Regions from separate parts of the Mus musculus genome. Here regions 1, 3 and 4 are each linked to region 2. A link is a contact called in public HiChIP or PLAC-seq data. All regions are on one chromosome and are shown on one strand. The core of a region is the stretch at or near the end of the contact, and the rest is flanking DNA. Distances in the headings are between cores, read along the strand shown. Region 1 has its middle 130 kb from the start of Gm39467. Region 2 overlaps Gm39461 (a long non-coding RNA gene). Region 3 overlaps 2610035D17Rik (RIKEN cDNA 2610035D17 gene). Region 4 has its middle 110 kb from the start of Gm39467.

What was found. HiChIP or PLAC-seq counts read pairs in DNA pulled down with a chosen protein or histone mark.
Region 1: a FOXA1 HiChIP or PLAC-seq map of pancreatic cancer cells shows a contact between it and region 2. The contact joins two enhancer-like sites. A contact is called at or near these places in 2 of 115 datasets of contacts at active chromatin or transcription factors (bone marrow-derived dendritic cells and pancreatic cancer cells) and 2 of 9 other capture datasets (embryonic tail and embryonic trunk).
Region 3: a FOXA1 HiChIP or PLAC-seq map of pancreatic cancer cells shows a contact between it and region 2. The contact joins two enhancer-like sites. A contact is called at or near these places in 1 of 115 datasets of contacts at active chromatin or transcription factors (pancreatic cancer cells) and 1 of 9 other capture datasets (embryonic stem cells).
Region 4: an HNF4G HiChIP or PLAC-seq map of pancreatic cancer cells shows a contact between it and region 2. The contact joins two enhancer-like sites. A contact is called at or near these places in 1 of 115 datasets of contacts at active chromatin or transcription factors (pancreatic cancer cells) and 2 of 9 other capture datasets (embryonic tail and embryonic trunk).

The regions. Positions count from the first base shown.
Region 1 is chr11:113,006,547-113,011,841 of GRCm38.p6, forward strand. No RefSeq gene overlaps it. Among named protein-coding and RNA genes, the nearest start is that of Gm39467, 130 kb to the right of the region's middle. Within about 2 kb of position 2,260, at least 38 of the 459 cell types and tissues checked have an H3K27ac peak or open chromatin away from gene starts, as enhancers often do. A contact at or near this core is called in pancreatic cancer cells, where this site is marked.
Region 2 is chr11:112,170,490-112,175,569 of GRCm38.p6, forward strand. It overlaps Gm39461 (a long non-coding RNA gene), which reads left to right. Exons shown (of 3, transcript XR_880297.2): 2 at 2,258-2,449; 3 at 4,275-4,452. Among named protein-coding and RNA genes, the nearest start is that of Gm39461, 16 kb to the left of the region's middle. Within about 2 kb of position 3,377, at least 25 of the 459 cell types and tissues checked have an H3K27ac peak or open chromatin away from gene starts, as enhancers often do. A contact at or near this core is called in pancreatic cancer cells, where this site is marked.
Region 3 is chr11:113,098,815-113,103,758 of GRCm38.p6, forward strand. The region is part of intron 1 of 2610035D17Rik (RIKEN cDNA 2610035D17 gene); the gene reads right to left. Among named protein-coding and RNA genes, the nearest start is that of Gm39467, 33 kb to the right of the region's middle. Within about 2 kb of position 2,892, at least 105 of the 459 cell types and tissues checked have an H3K27ac peak or open chromatin away from gene starts, as enhancers often do. A contact at or near this core is called in pancreatic cancer cells, where this site is marked.
Region 4 is chr11:113,023,784-113,028,434 of GRCm38.p6, forward strand. No RefSeq gene overlaps it. Among named protein-coding and RNA genes, the nearest start is that of Gm39467, 110 kb to the right of the region's middle. Within about 2 kb of position 3,373, at least 44 of the 459 cell types and tissues checked have an H3K27ac peak or open chromatin away from gene starts, as enhancers often do. A contact at or near this core is called in pancreatic cancer cells, where this site is marked.

The DNA.
Region 1 (5,295 bases), core at 1,010-3,509, 830 kb after region 2:
TTTCATCACAAAGCATTCAAAGGCAAACCTAAAACAGAGTGAAATTATCCTGAATTCTTAGTGAAAGAAGCCCTTTGTAATTACAATATGTGTATATTTAGATCTGTGCTTTCAGGCTCTTACTGGAGACTAGGAGAAAGTCATCAGAATTCAAATAATATTTTGTTTTCCAAATTCTAGAACCACCTGTCTTGTTCATTTGAATTTTTAATGCTAGTATGTTTAATCAGATAACTCTATTATAAGTAGAATCAAGCCCCAGACTATGAACTTTCCTTCATTATCACAGCTAACCTTCCCAACAACTGTAGAAATAGGAGAGCAAATTAGCCCCATTTACAGATGGAGAAAGTGAGGCTCGAAGAAGCCATACTGCGGGGAACTGGGGAGACTGTTCAGTAAACAAGTGCAAAGACTTGAGTTTGATCCCCAGAACCTGTAAGAGAGGTGGTGCACTCTTGTACTTCAAGGGCTGAGAATATGGGAGAAAGGAGGGTTCCTGGGGCTTGCTGCTCAGCCAGCCTAACCTACTTGGCTAGCCCTAGGTCTGTGAGAAAGCTTATCTCAGAAAAGGGTGAGCAGTACCTGAGAAATAGACCTAGACTCATTCATATATATGCACACACACCTCGTACACATGTGCTCAGGAACACACACATGCACACACACACCTCATCCATACACATACCTCACACACATATGACTAGGAACACACACATATACACACTTCATACACATGTGCACAGAAACACACACACAGGCACACAAACCTCATATATATGTGCATAGGAATATACACACATGCACACACACACATACATACCTCATATACATGTGCACAGGAACACACACACCTCATACACACGTGCACAGGAACACACATATGCACCCACATACCTCATATGCATGTGCACAGGAACACCACACACACACAACACGAGTCACCTGTTGCACAAAACTTGCAAACCTCAGCCTGAATCTAGCAAGATCTTTTTTGAGCAGACGCAGGCAGTGGTCAACAACTGGAGGCTTTCAAGGACCCATGGAAACACTTGAAACTCTTTTTTTAAGAAAGAAAGAAAGAAAGAAAGAAAGAAAGAAAGAAAGAAAGAAAGAAAGAAAGAAAGAAAGAAAGAAAGAAAGAAAGGAAGGAAGGAAGGAAGGAAGGAAGGAAGGAAGATAGACAGACAGACAGACAGACAGAAAGGGAAAGGAAAGGAAAGGAAAGGAAAGGAAAGGAAAGGAAAGGAAAGGAAAGGAAAGGAAAGGAAAGGGAAAGGAAAGGAAAGGAAAGGAAAGGAAAGGAAAGGAAAGGAAAGGAAAGGAAACTATTGGTTCCCAAATACAGAGAACTTTAATTCCCATTACAGATTTTAAGTTACCTATTTACAAAATAGCAGTGTCTGCTATGGCCGTTAGTCAACTCTCAGTTATAAGAGAAAAAAAAAGAAAGAAAGAAAGAAAGAAAGAAAGAAAGAAAGAAAGAAAGAAAGAAAGAAAGGAAGGAAGGAAGGAAGGAAGGAAGAAAGAAAGAAAGAAAGAAAGGAAGGAAGGAAGAAAGAAAGCAAGCTGGAATCACAAGGTTAGATTTTTTTTCCTAACTCTCGAACCAACCAAAAGTTATTACCTTCCCCCATTCCCCTTTCCCTTATGAAATTACATTTAATGTGGGGTGGGGTGGGCTTTAATGTTCTTGGGTGGGATCCCTAAAACTAAGACGCCTTGGAGACTCCTAATTTCCTACACTAGCCTAGTGGTTCTGAGCCTTGCTACACTATATTGCAAGATCCAAGGGAATAACTCAGAGTCTATGACATCACATAGGCCTTTTGTTCTTGATATTTTTATATTAATCTACTCATCAATCTCTCCTATATCTTCCCTTGTAGTATATACTCAGGTTGGAAGGCATAAAGCTGTTATTTCTTCCAAAAACAATCAGCAGTGCTCTAACACAAAGGATCTGGAGTAAGTCTGAGGCCCTAGGGAGATGGTGCTATTGGCTTATAGAGTATTTCAGGATGGCTATGACCGGGGGCAAGACCAACTGGGGACTGGACTCTGTCACGGGTTCAGCAAGAACTTGGCCCAGCTCAAACAGACCAGCTCACCCCTGGGGGCAGGACCAGGCTGTTCCATGGGAGTTGAATAGGTCATTGGCGCAGGAAGTTTGCCAAACCTCATGTCCATCTGTCTGCAGAGAAGTCACATGCAGTGTGCTGGTCACCACAACCCCTTGCTTCCTTGAGGGAGTGTCCAGGCCAGGAGTGTTGGGCTTTTTGCCCAGCTATCAGGAGGCTCCCTACCCCTCACCCTCACGAGGCCCTTTGTATCCATCAGAAGCCAAAGCAAATAAACAAAAGCAAAGTTTTGATCTAGAGAGAGTTCTAGACAATCCTGCTAAAGGGAAGCAGTGGAGAGCTTCAGGGTGGTGCTCACATTGACCCCTCCTAAGCACCACTCCAAACAATCAACAGCCCTGGGCTTCTTCCCGTGTTTGGGAGAAGATACCTTTGAGTAGCTGTCCTGAGACCTCAGGGCTATCATAACTCTAGTGGTTCTGAGAGGCACAGTTGTCCATTTGCAATAGGAAGGATTCAGAGACCCTGAGTGGCTGGCATAAAGGCACATGGTAAGGCCGTCAGTGAAGGCAAGATTGCCATCCTGAGAGTAGTTAGGCTTCTACAATTGCTCTGGTGTCCCCCTGGCCGTTCCTCCAAAAGAAAGTGACCTCAAATCTTCCACTTTGGAATACAAAACCCCAGAGGCTGTGGGCCCTGCTGGGAGAAGGTCCCCGATGATGAATAACTCAGGTTTTTGACTCCCGAGTAATGTTTGTGTCCCCAGGACCTGGTAACTTAGATGATATTTGTCACTCTCATGCTTTGACTAAGCCAGGAGCTGACTCCTGCTGGCTGAGTGGGTAGGTGTGGCCACCCTCCCACACAACCCTCCCATGCACCCCTCCCACACAGAGCCACTGCAGCTTCTCCTGAGCTAGTTACCTCACACCCACCCACCAGCCACCCACCAAGGCAGGGCAGCTTACGTTTGGGCTGTCAGTGGCTTCTCACTTTCTGTCAGTTCGGGGTTCCTCCCGTGGGGCACCCGGAACATTCTCTCAGAATGGAACTGCTCCACCCACTTCATGCTTCCCAGTATAGGCAAAACTCATAAGACACCCCCAAAACGCACTCAGCAAGTTCAGGATATGTTACGAGTCTGCAACATCTTAAGGACATTCAGAAGACTAGGGGGCCTCCTAAACCCGTACTGTGTCTAGCAAAATAAGCTCTCAGCTTAGTCTCTAGCACCTAGCCATCCTGTCCCATCAGTCAAGGGCCCTGGAGTTACCTGAAACAAACAGACTGTGCCTTCAAGGAGCTCTGGGGCTGGGGAGGAAGACTTTTAAGGACACAGGTGGACCGGGGCTGGAGATGTAGCTTTGTTGGTACAGTGCTTGCTTAGCTTGCCTTGAGCCCTGGGTTCAATCTCCAGCATCACATAAAGTAAGCATCACTGTAATCCTGATACCTCGCGGGTAGAGTTAGGAGGGCCACAAGCTCCAAATCATCCTTGGTTACACAGCGAGTTTAAGGCCAGCCTGGACTATCTGAGATTCTGTCCCAATCCCCACTCCCCAAAAATTCAGGGCCTGCAGAGATGGACCAGTGGTTAAAAGCACTTGCTGAGAAAAACATAAGAACCCACATAAAACCCGGGTGTCGTCATGTGCACAGGTAACCCCATTGCTGTGGGGAGTGGAGACAAAAGATCACTGGGACTGCTGGCTGCTGGCTGCTGGCTGCTGGCTGCCGGCTGCCAGCCTAACTCCTAGGTCAGTGAGGACTCTGTCTCAAGGCAGAATTGATAGTACAAGATATTGGACCTGTTCCTCTAGCCTCTGCACGTGTGCACAGATATGCACATCTGCATACGCACATGCACACAGTTTCAAGTTTAAAAATTCAAACAAAGTGATGGGGGCATTGTATACCATACAACTCGAAGCCAGAAGAGGGGGCTTCACAGATATAGATAAGGCAGCCTGGAGTGACAGCAGATTAACTCACTCTCCCACCCATGAAAAGTCCACTGGCAGACTAATCCAGGAGTTGGGAGGGAGCTATTGCTTGCATTAGAGTCTAGAACCTAAAGCTCACCCCCGCTAGCTCCATTTGATGCGGCCTGACTAGACAGAAACTCACACAAGTTTGTCCAGGGGTATTCTCCCTGAGAAATCACAAGGGTCTTCAGGCCCTGTCCCTTGGGCTGGTAGCAGATTCTCTAGAACCAGGAGGCTAGCATGCGAGGGCCTCAGTCAATGGAGTTTGTGTCACTGGAGGCAATCAATATGCAAGCCTGAAAGACAGGCTCAGGAGTGTACCGTGGGCAGGCAGGGGTGTGGAGGGTGAGATTTCCTTTTGGCTGGGTCATCTTTCCCATGATCATGTTAAGTCTCAACTATTTCCAGTAAATGTGTCTGTACACAGGACAGTGGGTCACCTTCTGGTCCCAGCTGCTGCCAGGAACAGTGGTCAACAGCGAGATGTCTGATTGCCAGCCTGATCCCGTGACTCATTCATCAGGGACTCCAGAATGAGTTGGCTGAGCTTAGGCAGGCTTCTTCCAATAAGAGGGCAGACACCCTCAGGTCACTCAACTCCAAGGTGGCTCCACAGGACGAAGGCTCTAAGGTAGTGGGCACACAGCCTAGCATGTAGAGGCTTATGACATACAAGGTATCGGATGCCTTTCCTCTTGGCTGATCAGAGTGCTAGGCTCTAGGCTACAGATTCGGTAACATTATTTCAGCTCTCCAGGAGCATGTTAGATGATTTTCCCTCCATCTACAAATGAAGAAACTGAAGGTCAGTAACTCTTGCTGAGCCACCCCATCCAAGTGGCTGCACAGAGTACTACAGCTGCTTCATCTGACCCCAATGTTGTCTCTCCTCCAGAGCCACCTTCTTCTAGTTATTCTAAGGGCAGATGGGCAGGACTGACTGAGAAATAGGGTACGGAGAGTTAGAGAGAAACAGGGTGCCAAGAGCTAGCACGAGGCTTGAAATGCAGGCGGTTGGTCACAGCTTCTCCAACCTGCCTTCACCTGATGGGCTCAGACCAACAGAGGTCCCGCCAAGAAGTGGGCAACCAGTTGAAGCCTGTGCCTCCACATTCTGTTTCCCATCTTCTGCCAGCTCTGAAGTGCCAGGCAGCCACCTCCCTACCACCCAGAGAGGACAGAGAACACCAGTGCCTGGCACAAAAGCCCGCCTCTGGGGCCTGGTCCCT
Region 2 (5,080 bases), core at 2,127-4,626:
AGTGACAGATCAATTTTTAATGGTTACTCTATTATTTTTCTCTATTATGAATACTACTTTTTAGCAGACCATGAAAATTATGTTGACATTTGAAAAGCATGTGATTAATTGTAACGGGACTAACATTCTGAGTGGAGCCTGTACCCAGGAAGGTGATACCAGGCGAGAGCCCCGTTTTGTGACATTGTTGGCACGCTGCAACACTTCTATTTTATTTTTTTAATCGACTGAATGTTAAAGATCTTAGGTGTGCCAGTGATGGATTGATAAACATCGGAGGCAGAAATGGCTGTGGGGATGCTGCTCTGAACACAGTACTTCATTCAGCTAAAAAAAAAAAAAAACAAAACACAGTCTCATTTTAGAAATGCTACTGAGCAGCCAGCATGGTCAGTATTGCTACCCAGGCTCGAAGGACCTATCTATTCCTCCAGCATCCAACGTCCAGCTTTTAGTGTTCTCTCAGCGCTGATAGATTGATCCTTCTGCATCATAATACCATCACTATCTGTGAAAGGGCCTGTGGGGAAACTGTAGTTTTAATTCTGCAGCACAGGCCTCTTGCTTAAACTGGATTCTTGAATGGTGATGCCCAACTGCAGTGATGAACAATGAGATGAACTTTCTAATGGTAAATTGTCCAGATAAGAGTTAAGGCCTGTGGGTTTAGGAATCTATGTGAAGTTTAAGAGACTGCTGGTTCTGGATAGCTGATCTACTTGCTCTAGTTTCTTTGATAGTCTCTCCATTTTTCTTAACATTCATAATCATTTAGTGTGTGTGTAAGCGTGCACGCGAGAGAGAAGCAGGGCTTGTGAGATGAACCAAAATGCTACTATAATCAGATATACCTTTGTGAAGTTGGATCCTCCATCACCCAGGTTTTTAAGATGAACTCGGGTTGCCAGGTTGTGTGGCAAGAACTTTTATCCACTGAGACATCTGTCCAGTCGCCACTCCATTTTTGCTTTGACACAAGAATATGAGCTGTGGTATTTCTCCAGAAAGCAGAGCCTACTGAACTCATCCATGCAGGAGTCAGGGTTCACATGACAAACTTGACAAGCACCACATTCAGACTACCTTAGTCAAATGATGTAGTATCAGCCAGGACTGTAAAGCTGAGCATTTTACTCGGTGATTTAAAGAAGAGATAGAGAATGGAATGAGTCACTTGTATAAAACTGGACAGAACTGGAGACAACTGTGTCAGGTGAAAAAGCTAAGTCTCATGTTTTCTCTCATTTTTGATAACTAGAAAAGAAAACACTAGGATCCAAAAGCCAAAGGGGGTGGCTTGGAGGGTGAATGGAAAACAAAAAGGGAGAGGAAAAGGGAAAATAAGAGACAGTAACAGTGTATGATAATGCAGGATGGATGTTATCAATAACATTATAACGGCATACATCATACTGTATCACTATATACACTACACTGAAAATATTCCCTGTAGTCTGGTACAGCCATCCATGTGTATGCATTATTGCCTTTTAAGATCAGCAAAAGAAAGATAGGCAAATCTGAGGTTGAGTTTCTATGACCCTAAAAGTAAGAATTTCAAGGGGGGAAAGTGACATGTATTTATGTAATCAAACCCTTATTTTATCATCATGAGTAATTTCTGTGTTTGCCACCTGCTTTGGCTCTTCAATATTTAATGGTTCCATAATTTGGACTTGCCTATTTCTTCTTACGTTTTTGTGATCTTTCAAGATAAGTATGAACAGAAAGCTTAACAGCTGCATATGGAAGGAAATAATTAATGAGATTCAGAAAGGTTTAAAGTTGTTCTGTTTTTTATATATTGTTTATGGACACTACAAATACCTATAAATCTTAAAGGGTTTTGAGATGGATTGTTATCTGTATGTATGCATGCATCTCTGTGTGAGTCTATACAATGTGTATGTCAGATCCTATAGAGGATAGAGAAGATCGTTGAATCCCTCAGAACTGGAGTTATAAGAGAAGAGGAGCTGCCAGTTACTGGCACAATAAACCAGATCCAGGGACTCTGAAGAACAGGGGGCACTCTTAACTCAAGGGCTGTTCTCCCCAGCCCCAAGATCCCAGCTTCTTGTTTGTTTGTTTGTTAGGTTGGTTGGTTTTGGGGTTTTGGTTTTATAGAATTTTTGTCCTAAAATACTATATAGTGCTGTTCATGAATGGGCATTATAGGCAATGTCTAGATTATCAGGCCTAATAAATCCTCTCTGGGCATCTGAATGACTATAATTATTGTTTGCCCCATGAATAGACTACTGGAACACATGAAGAGGCAGGTCCTACAGATCCAAAGAGGAGAGATCATCATGGCACAGGGGAACAACAGAAGACCAGAGAGGAGTCCCTGTGAAGATCCAGTACTGATGGTGTAGTGGCCTTGAACCAGACAAGTGACTCATTCATTGCAATGAACATTCACAAGTACAGATGTGTGGACAAAAGGGTATAGTGTGGGACACAAGGGGATTTTTTTTTCTTTTGGTGGGGAGGTTGCAAGAATAGGGGTGGCTACAAGGGGGTGGGGAGATGAGTAGAATTGGGGTGCATGATATGTAATTCACAAAGAATCAATAAAATGTTAAATAAGAAATACTAATTTATTCTATTGTCCTCAGAATGTGTGGATAGTTATACTAGGAGATAATTTAGATTATTCTGGCTTACCATTTTTGCCTGAACTGTGCATAATCTTCACACACAACTTAACATCCGTACCTATTACTCTTGTAGTAAAGATCTAAAGATCAGACATGATAGAAAACTCTCTGAGCCCATTCCAAGGACTCTCGTTCCTAGTACTATTTAATGACACAACCCACCAGAAGTCCAAATCCTCTGATTCATTGAGTTAAAGGTCAGCTACTGTTAGTGGGCTTAGCTCCTATCCTTCCTGCCTGGGATGGGCGGTAAGTGAGTGTGTCACTGTGATGTTCTCGGCTCTCTTTTGAATATCTAGAAGGCTGTATTTTTTCTCTTAGAGATTCAACCTTCCATGTTCTGATTTTTTTTACTCAGTATTTTCCATACACCCTCTCCCTTGGCAGCCTGGAAAGTCATCAATGGTGTGCATGTGAGAGTCTGCTTACACAGGATGCCAACAGATGGCAATATTTTATCATTATTACCCAATACCGAGACCCTTCATCTGTTGACACCGGGAGCCCAAGGAGTCGGCTCTTTGGTGTGACACATGTCACCGAAGTTTCACCCCCCATTAACCGTGCTGTTGTTTGTGATTGTTAAGCTGTGTGCCTCACCGTGTGTCACATTCTTGACTTCTACAAGGGCCCATTACTAAGTGGCATCTGAGCCCTGTGACTCATAGAAGGTACCAGGCTTGGAAAAATAAACACTTGCACATTCGGCAGAGATTAGAGCCACTGGCTGGTAGGGGACTGGATGGCAGTTCATGGAAAAAGCCGTTTCTGTGACTCATCTATCACTGCACTGGAAGAAAGGCAGAGTTACCACCGTGGAGCGATGCACATTGGCAAGCACAAGGCGAACCATCCTGTCTATGGTGAGCAGGGCTTGGTCCGTGGAACGAGAAGATACGAGGCTGATATTCCAAAATATCAAGAAAATTTGTGACCTCAAAAATGAAGATTTCAGAAGAAGATGTTTATAATTGTTTTATCTATTTCCTCAAGATCTGTTCCTTACCTATCTACCTATCTCTTTCTTACCTATCAGTCTATCTTCCTATAGGCATTCTCTCTGCACCTCAAATCACATTCTTTTCTTTGTTCAGTTACTGTTCGTGTCCTCCATCCCTCTGCCTCCTCCCCGTAACCTTCCCATCTTCACCTTTTTTGGTCTTTCCACCTCATCCTCAGTCCAGACTCATTCCCTTCCCAGCATGCCTTGCTGGACTTCGATCCAGGAAAGGCATTCTGCGTCTTCGGGGTTGGCAGCGGGGGAACAGGATGATCTTGCCAATACCACCTACCCAAGGAACTGAATTTACAAAGTGAATCCCCTCCAGCCACCATGGGCTGTAGCCACTGCCAACTTTATAATTGTAAGTCGTCTAATGGTTGAAACTGGCCTGAGACTAAAGAAATTCAGGCAGATCAACGCTCCAGGTTGGGGTTTGGGAACGTTTTAGGGTTTCTTTCTGTACATGCAACTTTGGAGGCTGTATTTCAATTCTTGATCCCCTTTAGCAATTTGGCTCGTTTTCTGTTTGTGCTTCTCTTTTATAACATTTTTTTTTTTTTAAGAAGAGAAATCTGACTTCTTTCTTCTTCTTCTTCTTCTTCTTCCAGGAAGGGAAGAGCAAACGCCGATGCCGAAGCTTCCACTAACCGTCTTCCCCAGACCGTCTACCCTACTCACTAAGGGGTCATGACCACGTAGTCAAACAACCAAGGTCAGGGGGGGTAGAAAACAGATGGGGACCAATGTCTTGCAGATCCCACACCTTCTTTTAAAAATCTGTTTCAAAAAAAATAGGTTTCTGTGAAAGAACATTTCCGAAGGTGCCTTTATAAACACACCGCTTGGGTCCTGGGCCTCTAAAACAGTGTTTTTGTGTAGGGCATTTGCTATCCAACAAGGTTTTATTGAATATCCCTCCCACTTGTTGTTGTTACAATAATCCATGCTGATTATAAACCATGCTCCATAAAATGTCACCAAACACACCCACACCAGGCAGCACCACGGGGCAGACTCAAGCCGGAGCGCCTCGGACCATAAAACGTAGACCGCCAGGAATACGGCTACCATTTATTTCCCTGCAGTGGGCTTTCCCTCTGTCTCTCTCTAGGCAGGTTTTCCTTGTGTTGAAAGGGAACTTCTGGTCAAAAGTCAGCAAGCAAAGTTGTAGAAAGCTTTGATAGTCAGTGAAGTGAATCATGGCTACACATGGCAGCCGCATGCACCAATGGAGCCTCTTGCTGGGCGGACCTCCCTCGAAGAAGAACATCCCCTGGTCATCAGTCAAAGGGGCCCCCAACAGTTAGGTGCAGCCAATGGCTTCACCAGCTCCGCTGTGCCTGGGTCCCAATTGCCCTTTTTCCACAGGTATTGCTAAAACAAATAGCAGACACTATTTACTGGGTGTGATGCT
Region 3 (4,944 bases), core at 1,642-4,141, 930 kb after region 2:
CTGTTGACAACCTGCCATGCGTGAACACACTGAGGACAACCTGCCATGTGTGAACACACTGATGGGCATTTCTTTATTAAAGAGTGTCTGCAGGGTCATTACAGAAGCCAGCGTGTGGCTGGACCCCAGAACACAGGATAAATAACAACCATACCTTTATTTTCAGGAAGTTTCCAGTCTAGACAGGGAACCTTGAGAAAGTATAAAATTTCTAAAACGTTGGGTGACAGACAACTCGGTGAAGCCAGACAGACCCTCCCTCTGTCCTGTCTCCATAACAACAAGGCCTGTGGGAAGGTGGACCCTTTTGACCATATAGAGACAAAACCCTGTGACAGAACAAGCCAGGCGTAAGACAGGTCCTCTACAGAGCCGCTTTTGGCATGTGTGTCCCTTGTGAGCACCTACCCAGGCCATGACAGGGTAAGGCGTGTTTTGTCCTACCGGCATCACCAGGGGACAGTTTTCTGCTGCTCACTTGCCTGGTGAAGAGTCCTATATTCTCAGAGTCACACCTAAGAAAGGCATGACGACCCTTCAGCTCTGCCATAGCTTCAGGCTGCAAGAAAATCTCTCTGTGAAAACATCAGCTGGCAGAATATGGCCCGAAAGCCACCGTCTCCTGTCTACTGGCCTAGAATGTTCTCTCGCCCGGGTCACTGCCTGCACTTTGTCCAGATGCTACCACCTGCAACCCAAGGATCTCTCCGTTGCTCTCCACCCCTCTGCTCTTTTCATTGGAAAGGATTGATCCCTTGCTCTTTAACAAGAAAAAGAAAGAAAGGAAGGAAGGGAGGGAGGGAAAGGGAACGGGGAACGGGGAACGGGGAACGGGGAACGGGGAACGGGGAACGGGAACGGGAAGGGAAGGAAAGGAAAGGAAAGGAAGAAAAGAAGAGAAGAGAAGAGAAGAGAAGAGAAGAGAAGAGAAGAGAAGAGAAGAGAAGAGAAGAGAAAAGAAAAGAAAAGAAAAGGTTTATTTATTTTATGTGCATGGGTGTGGGTGTTTTGCCCTCATATATATCTGTGTACCATGTGTGCTCGATGCCCACAGAAGCCAGAAGAGGGGGTTGGCACTGGATTTATGGGTATTTGTGAGCCTTTATGTTGGCCCTGGTAACTCAACCTGGGTCCTCTGGAAGAGCAGCCAATGCTCCTAACCACTGAGCCATCTCTCCTTCCTGGCTCTTGTTTATTTATTTTTTGTTTGTTTGTTTGTTTGTTTTCCACAGCATTATCACTTCTGGGTCTGGGTCTGTCTGTCTGTTTAGAGTATGTCTATCCTCTCTAGAGATGGAGATGAAGACTTTTTCTCCTTTGTTTTCTGTAACTGTACTGTACTTAGTAAGCATTGGCTAAATACCTGTTGGGTGAGTATATGTCTTACCCATTTGCTGTCTGTCTGTCTCTGTGTGTCTGTCTGTCTCTGTCTCTTTCACACACACACACACAACATACACAGACAGACACACATACAAACACACACATGCACACGACACACACACACACGCACACACACATATCAATGCATAACCCTCCTACATTCAGGTTAGAGCACACTCTCAAAGGCCAGCCAGGCAGCCGCGCACCTCTGGCCCCCACAGAGGCTGTCTGCAGACCCACGAGAGACTTCAGGTGTTTGACCTTTGCTCTTTTTTTCCAGATCACTGAGGAAACATGACAGCAGTGTGACACACTGAATGAAAGCTCAGGGTTCCCTGTCCCCATCCCCAAAGCCCAGGACATTGCTTTCTGCAACCAGGAAGCCATTCCACAAACTGATAACACCCTCTCTCAGAACCTGCCAATCCTTTAGAAAACTCCAAAACAAGACAAAAAAAAAAAAAACCCTATATTTTCCTGGCAGCCCAGCCAATCTTTTACCAAAAGTGAGTCCCCACCTCCTTTTTTTGGAGACTGATTTTTTTTTAATGGGGGGTGGTAGGTAGGGGAGGGAGAGTCCATGTTTCTTCCTCAAACTACTGCAGGTTCTTCCTCTCTGAATGACAAAACTTGTTTCTCCATGATGACATGGTGAAATACACCGTTCTGACCCTCAGGGCTTTGGAGAAGAGAAAATAAAACCTCAACCCTGCCCAGCTCACAAGATTTTACAGAGCAGATTACAATCCCCAGCCTCCCTCTCTTCCTTGTGAGTCACAAAACAGCTGCCTTCCAGACAGGGCTGACCTGACGGCTACAGAGAGGATATTTTCTCACAGAATCCACAAAGGACTCGAATGGAGCTTTTCCCTGAAGTGCAAGACAAGTGGACAGTCTCACCAGGCTTGCCCGGCCACGGGCTATTCTGCCACTGTCTCCTTTCGACCTGACCTACAGGGATTCACGTAGCCTCTGGGTCCCGGGACACTTTCTGTCCAACCGGTTTTGCCCATTAGTTTTGTTTCAGGAAGGATTGTCACCAAGGAGATGTCCTAGTGTCAGAGGCAGGAGGGAAAAAGAAACCCACCTGCAGTCAACCATTAATCCCTTAAACCAAAGCCTGGCAGCAAGTTCCAGCCCCTGAAAGGCTGAAAGGACAATGTTTTCTGTCTATCATAAGTCAAAAAAGAAATAAAAGCCCACTCAAGGACACTAGAGCTGTGACCACCATCCACAGGGGAAGCTCGGCCAGAGACATGTCCCCAGAGGTTCTGTATATTGCCCAGCCTTGGGAAATTGGCTTGACGTGTGTTTTCCTTTTCGAAAAGAGCGTGGCAGGAAGGAAACAGAAAGCAGAGTCTGTGATTAAGAAAAAGGAAAAGTGGTTTTTGAATGTGATTCAGGTCGCTCCCCTGTGACCCAAGGAGCCGCAGGGCACATGCACCTCCTACCAGGGCAGCGCTGGCCTTCTGTTTGCTATGCCCACAACGTGGCCGGCCGGCCTTCCTATCAGGACCTCTATGGAGAGGTGGGTGGAGCAACGCCAACCAAGCCCGGTTCCTGGATGTTAGCTTAAGCACTATGTCCACAAGCATTTGGGCTGTTCAAGAGGAACGGACACAGTCCTGACGCTAGGAGCCCTCTTATAGAGCAAGAGGAAATGACGACTTCATCTCTTCTAGGAGGAACCTCACAGTGCCCTGGGGAACTATCCACACAGACCCACACTACAGACAGATGGACTTCCCGAGATGACAGTGGACAAACAGGAACTCTAATGGTGGTTTGTCATTTTCAGGAAGGTTTGTTTTCCTTAAATAAGCATCGTGCTCAATGTATGCAGCGACAGCCAATGTGATCTCCCCAGCCAAGCCATGTCCCCAATCCACATACCACATTGGCCACCCTTATCCCTGCCCCGTCTTTTCACCTAATTGTTCCTGGTGTGGACTCTGTATTTGTCTTATTTTTGCCTTGGTTATCTATGGAGATGAAATATTTTAGATGTTTGTGGGTCCTGACTAAACCAGGAAATTGGGGACAGCCAGAAAGTTGTCTCTTATTGAGAGCATTGCAGGTGGGGAAAAACATACCATTTTCAAAGAGAGCCAGGTGTGTGTGAGCACACATCTGGCGTACCGGAACTTTGGGAGGCTGGGGCAGGAGGAGCTGAAGTTTGAGACTACTATAGGCTATACGGCAAGTGTAAAGCTAGCCCGACGTACATGATGAGAACCCTCCCCTCCCCATCTCAAAGAAACAAAGGGTCAGGTTATAGTTCATGGGTACAGTGGCTGTCAAGCATGTCCAACACTAGCAAGCAAAAAAAAAATTAAAAGTCTTGTATGCACAGAAGAAAGGCTTAATGACTTTGGGATGGTTAATGGGGAGAAAGAAAGCTGTGTGCAGTGGTCGGGTTGGCTCTGCACGCTCATACTGCTGAAGAGCTCTCTCCCTTGCCTTGTGTGTTACTCATGAAGCAAGGGAGCCTAAGGAGCCAGTGAAACAGGCAAAAGTTCTCAGAGCCCTGAGACTGATGCCTGGGAGAGACTCAGCAGGCTGCATCGGGCTGGCCTTACCCCTCTGAAGTCAACTATAGATGGCCAGCCCACCTGACCATGTGACACGTGGGCACATGCCAGATGAACAGGAACTGTAGCCACACACAGAACGTCTCATGAAAATTGCGTGTCTGAGCCATGACTGGAAGGAAGATCATTGAGAAAAAATGTATGGATTGGCAGCCTATTCATCACAATGTTCCCTTCTTCCCATGGTTGAGCTCATGAGAATTCTTGCTGTCCTGGGTGGAACCAGAGGCAGGAGCTAGACAGACAGATGCACACACGCATGCACATATGCACACAACATAGACAAACCCTTGTGTGCACACATGACCTTTCATGTGCTCAGGACATATACATTTATATATGCATACCACACACACACACACATACACCACATAAGGAGAAAATCCATCACCTTTGATTTGCCTGTCTCATCCTGAGAAGCTTGGGTGTAACCCCTGGGAACGAGCTCTGAGGCCACACGTGGATGAAACTCCTTGCCCGGTGACAATGACGTCATGTCTCCTGGGCATTGGCTCCCTTGGGAATGTGTGAGTGGGTCCCCTGGGGCAGAGAGCAACTGCTCCAGGGGTGATTCATAAGTGCTGCTCCCAACCCTGTACAGTCCTCAGCCTCTCTGTGGAGCTCACATCCAAGGCTGCTGTGTGCTGTAGACCTTCCCAGTCATTGCTCTAAGCAGAGCATTTGGTGGGCAGGAGTGGACACTTGGGGCCACCTTGTCTCCATCCCTGCCCCTCTCTTCTGTCACACTCCCCACCCCCAAAAAAACTGGGAGAACAGATCGAGGTGGGGGTGACTGAGGCAAGAAAAATGTTCCCTCTGTTGAAACCCATGAATCACCGCTCACTCGCTCGGGTGGCCTCCTTTAAATCAGAATGACACCTGTGCTTACTCCTACACCCCAGCCCTCAGCGCTGCTGCTCCGGGAGGGTCTTGGCTACCTTACCTCCTCTCTATGACAAAACACAACGAG
Region 4 (4,651 bases), core at 2,123-4,622, 850 kb after region 2:
GAACATGGACATACATGCTTGACCATGCACATACATGACTTCACATGCACACACAGGAATCATGTATATATGCAGAACAGAAAGTAGAAGTGAAGCAGTCCTAGTTCAGATCTGCCCGACACTCACTGCATCATCATGAATGAGCTGCCAATCAAGCTCAGCACCTTCACGTGTAAAGCAGTAAAAATACCTGCCTCACCAGGCTGCACTGCCGACAGGGTCATCTAAGGAAGGGAAAGTGCACCACACTCAATAAAATGCTGGCTGCTGATAGTCTCATTAGGAATGAAATTAGGTAGAATGGAGAGGAGGTACCAGGGAGCCTTTCACTGATGCTGAAAATACCAAAGTGACTGGGGACATCTGTGAGCACCAGTGCGAGGAGGGGATAGAGTATCCTTTGCAAATTTTTATGTCCTACAATTTAATAGCTCCAGGGAGAGACTGGGAAGATGGCTCAGTTGGTAGGATCTTTCCCTGAGGACATGATGGTCTGACCTCTATCCCCAGGACCCATGTTTAACTCCCCTGTCATGGTGGCTTGTGCTTGTAATTCAGTGCTAGAGAAGCAGGCATAATAGGTGGATCCCTGGGCTCACTGGCTGGCCAGCCAACCTTACCTGGTAAGCTCTGGGCAAGTGTGAGACCCTGTGTCAAAACAAACAAACAAACAAACAAACAAGACAGAGCCTGAGATTGTCTTCTGGCACACAGGCACATGCCACATACTTCATTCATTATATAAAAGCAGTCCTTACACATGGTAGCTTTCATCCTCCAATCTGCTCGATTTATCGTCCATCTAGTTCATTTTGTTCAAGCTGTGTCCAGGGCAACTGTGGACATCAGAATACTCTGTCCATCCCTAAACACTCCAGTACATATGCACAATGATGTGTCTGCATGCGTGTTTGCATGCCCACATGTTTCTGCACGCACGTGGAGGTCAGAGGACCACCTGAGGTGTCATTACTCAGGTGCCATCTATCTTGGTCTTATTCAACAAAATATTCATTTATTTCAATAATTGCATGTGATTGTACCATGTCTGAGCAGTGCCCACAGAGGCCAAAAGAAGGTGTTGGAAGCCCTAAAAATGGAGTTATAGACAGTTTCGAGTTGCCATGTGGACGCTGAGACCCCAGGTCCTCTGCCAGGGCAGCCAGTGCTCTTAACCACTGAGGCATTCTCCAGCCCTCTTTTTTGGTTTTTTGAAAGGGAGTCTCTCATTGGCCTAGAACTCACCAAACAGATTTGGGCAGGCTGCTATAGGCCTAGAACTCACCCAACAGAAGATCTGGGTAGGCTGCTCAGACCGTTCCAAGGCTCCTCCTATCTCTGTTTTCCAAGCACTAGAATTACAAACATGTGCCACCGTCTCTGGCTTTCTTTTCAGTTTTAATGTGAGCTCTAGAGATTGAACTTGGGTCCGTATGCTTGCAAGACAAGCACTTAGATCCACTGATATTATCCAGCTCTACACGTCATTAATTTTAATTTTTATTTTTTATTTTAACTAATTCTCTTTTTGGCTGATTCCTGTGCTGGGAACCCAGCCTCCTACCTTGGACTCTCAAGAGTTATTAAGCTTGTGACAATCTGTTTCAAGGGGACAGTATTATTTAAGCCTGAGCAGAAAGACATTCCTCTACCTCTAGTCTTTTCAAAGGGTGGGGTGGGCGGGAGATATTTTATCTTAGTACTATAGCTGTCAGTAACAGGAGACGGTTTCTGCTGTTTGACCTGATTCCCACTGCTCCGTTCAGCCAGTCTCTTTAAAGTCACTCATCGCTGTGCCCGGTGTACCCTTCAGTATTTATTTAGCAATGTCACTAACTGTCTGATCATATATCCCAAACCTTCCCGTGTTTTCTCTCTCTCTTTAAAAAAAAAATTCTAGTCTCTCATAGTCAGTCAGTATTCTGTCCATGAATATCATGGACGAGTTTTCCACTGTGATTCTGAAAGACGATAGGCTACATGACCATGGCTTCAGGGTGTGGCATACCTTGAATGATTTTTATCAGAGATACCTTTATCTCTGATTTTTTTTTCATCTATCTGGAGATCCTCAGTGCTTATGTGGCTTATGTCAAACTCCAGATGGGAACTCAGGACTGAGAAGATTCTTTTCCTGGCCATTTCTACCCAGAGAGGAAGCTGGCTGCTAGACACCAGAAAGGGCCATTCATTCTACACACACGCGCGTGCGCACACACACACACACACACACACACACACACACACACACACCACATTAGTTCAAGTTCTTATTCCCTGATTATACTGGCTCTGGTGTGTGTGTGTGTGTGTGTGTGTGTGTGTGTGTGTGTGTGTGTGTAGCTTGCTCACACATGTATGCACATGGATCCAAAGAACAGAGTTGGGTAATGTTCGTCATACACCTTACGCCTGCATCTTTGTTTGGTTTCGTCTCTCTGGCCTGGAACGTGCCAGTTAGGCTGGGCTACCTGGCCAGAAAGCTCCTACTTGTCCATCTTCCCAGCCCTGGCTTTTTCATACAGGAATCAGTGATGGAGCTCCAGGCTTCATACTTGCAAGATGCATTTTACTGTCTGAGGCATGGCTTTAGCCCCCGAAGACAGGTCCTTTGGGATCTTCTACAGTCCTTGTAACCTGCTGCTTCCCAAGGTTAGAGAATAGCCATCAAAGCTCTTGGGATGAATTGATCCTACTTATTGCTCACCTATATCCTAACGCTGCTCTCCCACAGGCAACCTCAGTGCCCCTAACGTGCACACTCCAGCTCCTCAAGTCTGGCAGGAGGTCTCACTGCAGTATATCTATCCTCAAAGGCATGAAATGAAGGTGGGTGGGTTTCTTCCTTCTCTCTCCCTTGCTCACTTATACAGACCACCCACTTTCTGTTTGCCCTGGTCTCCAACCTTGAAACCTGAGACCTTTTTCTCTAGGAACCACCCATGTTTAAACAAATAAATACCCAGAAGGAACCCACGCCCCAGTGGTGGTGGTATCCAAATCCCAGGGAGGAATGGGGGGGAAGGGGTTCCCTGGGACATCTCTGGCATTTGTGTCCATAACACACCTTTGGCCAGTCCTGAGTAAGTGTTGGGCCACCGCCTTGAGACAGGCTACAATGCAACCCGCACATGTGCAGAGAGACAACATAGCAGGAGACAGAAGAGAGGAGCTTGTGGCTGCCGGAACTTAAGAACGAGGAGGCAGATGCTGGGGGTCCTCCAGGCAAAGATGAAACTTAAGATATGTGCATAGATTCTGTGTGACTCGTACATCACTCAGCCAGAAACTTCTTCTAACCCTCCTAGCAGAGGGAGAGCCAAGAGCCACCGAGAGCAGAGAGAAACAGTGCTTTTGTGAGTCAGAAGCACTTCAGTGGAAGCCAGAGAGGGAGAACACTGGAGGGATGCCCGAGTCAAAACCTCTCTGCCTCCTGACTCAGTGCAGAGAGCAACAAATTCACTAGGCTTCATGGAGCAGGACAGCCAGGCTCTGGAGTAGATGAGCTGTGCAAGCAAAAGTCGGTAATAGGAAGAATTTAAAAAGTCTGTCTGAGGGGCCGCGGATGTAGCTAAGTTGACTGAGCACTTGGCTTGCATTGCTTGAACCAGGATTGGTCACCAGGACTGTACCGACAGGACAGTGATGGTTCATGTCTGCAGTCTGCAGTCCCAGCACGAGCCAGAGAGGAGCCCAAGGCTATTCTCTGAGCTGTCTTAAAGAAATAAAGTAAACGGCTGAGAAAAGGAAAATCAGTGAGCCCTGGGCAGGTTATCAAATGCTGAGCAGTGAGTCCTAAACTAGTACATATGAGTAATTCAAAGTGGGCTCAGCACCAAAGCCCCCTTCTCTAACTATCATTGCATATATAGAGATATGCATATACAGACATATATGCATGCATGCATATACATGTACATATACACACATATAAACATGCACATATACACACATATGTATATCCATACACACATGTACACATGTATATATACACATATGTACACGTGTATGTATACACATGTATGTGTATGCATATGTAATCGGCACACATGTATGTACATGCATATGTGTATCTATATGCAAGAATAATAATTAGAAATGAGGAATTTAAGAGAGAGTGGGAGTTACAAGGGGGAGGGGGATGAGAGCGGTGGAAGTGGAATAAATAAAACAGTACCCATGTACAACATTCTCAAAAAAAATAGATTAGAAAATAAAATAAACTTAAAACTAAAGAAAATAACGTACACCTGAGAAGGGGAAAGAGGTCTTTCCACAACTATTCCTTTAAGAGATGTTTGACGTTTACAGATGCCCTCCTCTGAAGGCAGAGAAAGGGACAGGGGTCTTCAGAGGTGGGCCTCATGGCTTATGGTGGCTAAGGAGAGAGTAGACTAGATGTCACTAGAAAGCTGGCTGGTCCCACTGGTCCATGAGGAAGCAGGGAGGGAAAAAAAAGAGACCATGTTTCAAAAATAAACACCATCCCCAAAATCAACACTGTTAATGGAAATGACTAATCAAGGGTGTGCTGAACTTGGGGGTTCTTGATAAGACGCAGAGGGAAATGTACGTGGAAAAATAACAGATTCCCCTGCTTTGGTAAGTCAATAAAGAGATGGAGGGGGTGGGAGTACAGAGTCAGAGCTGG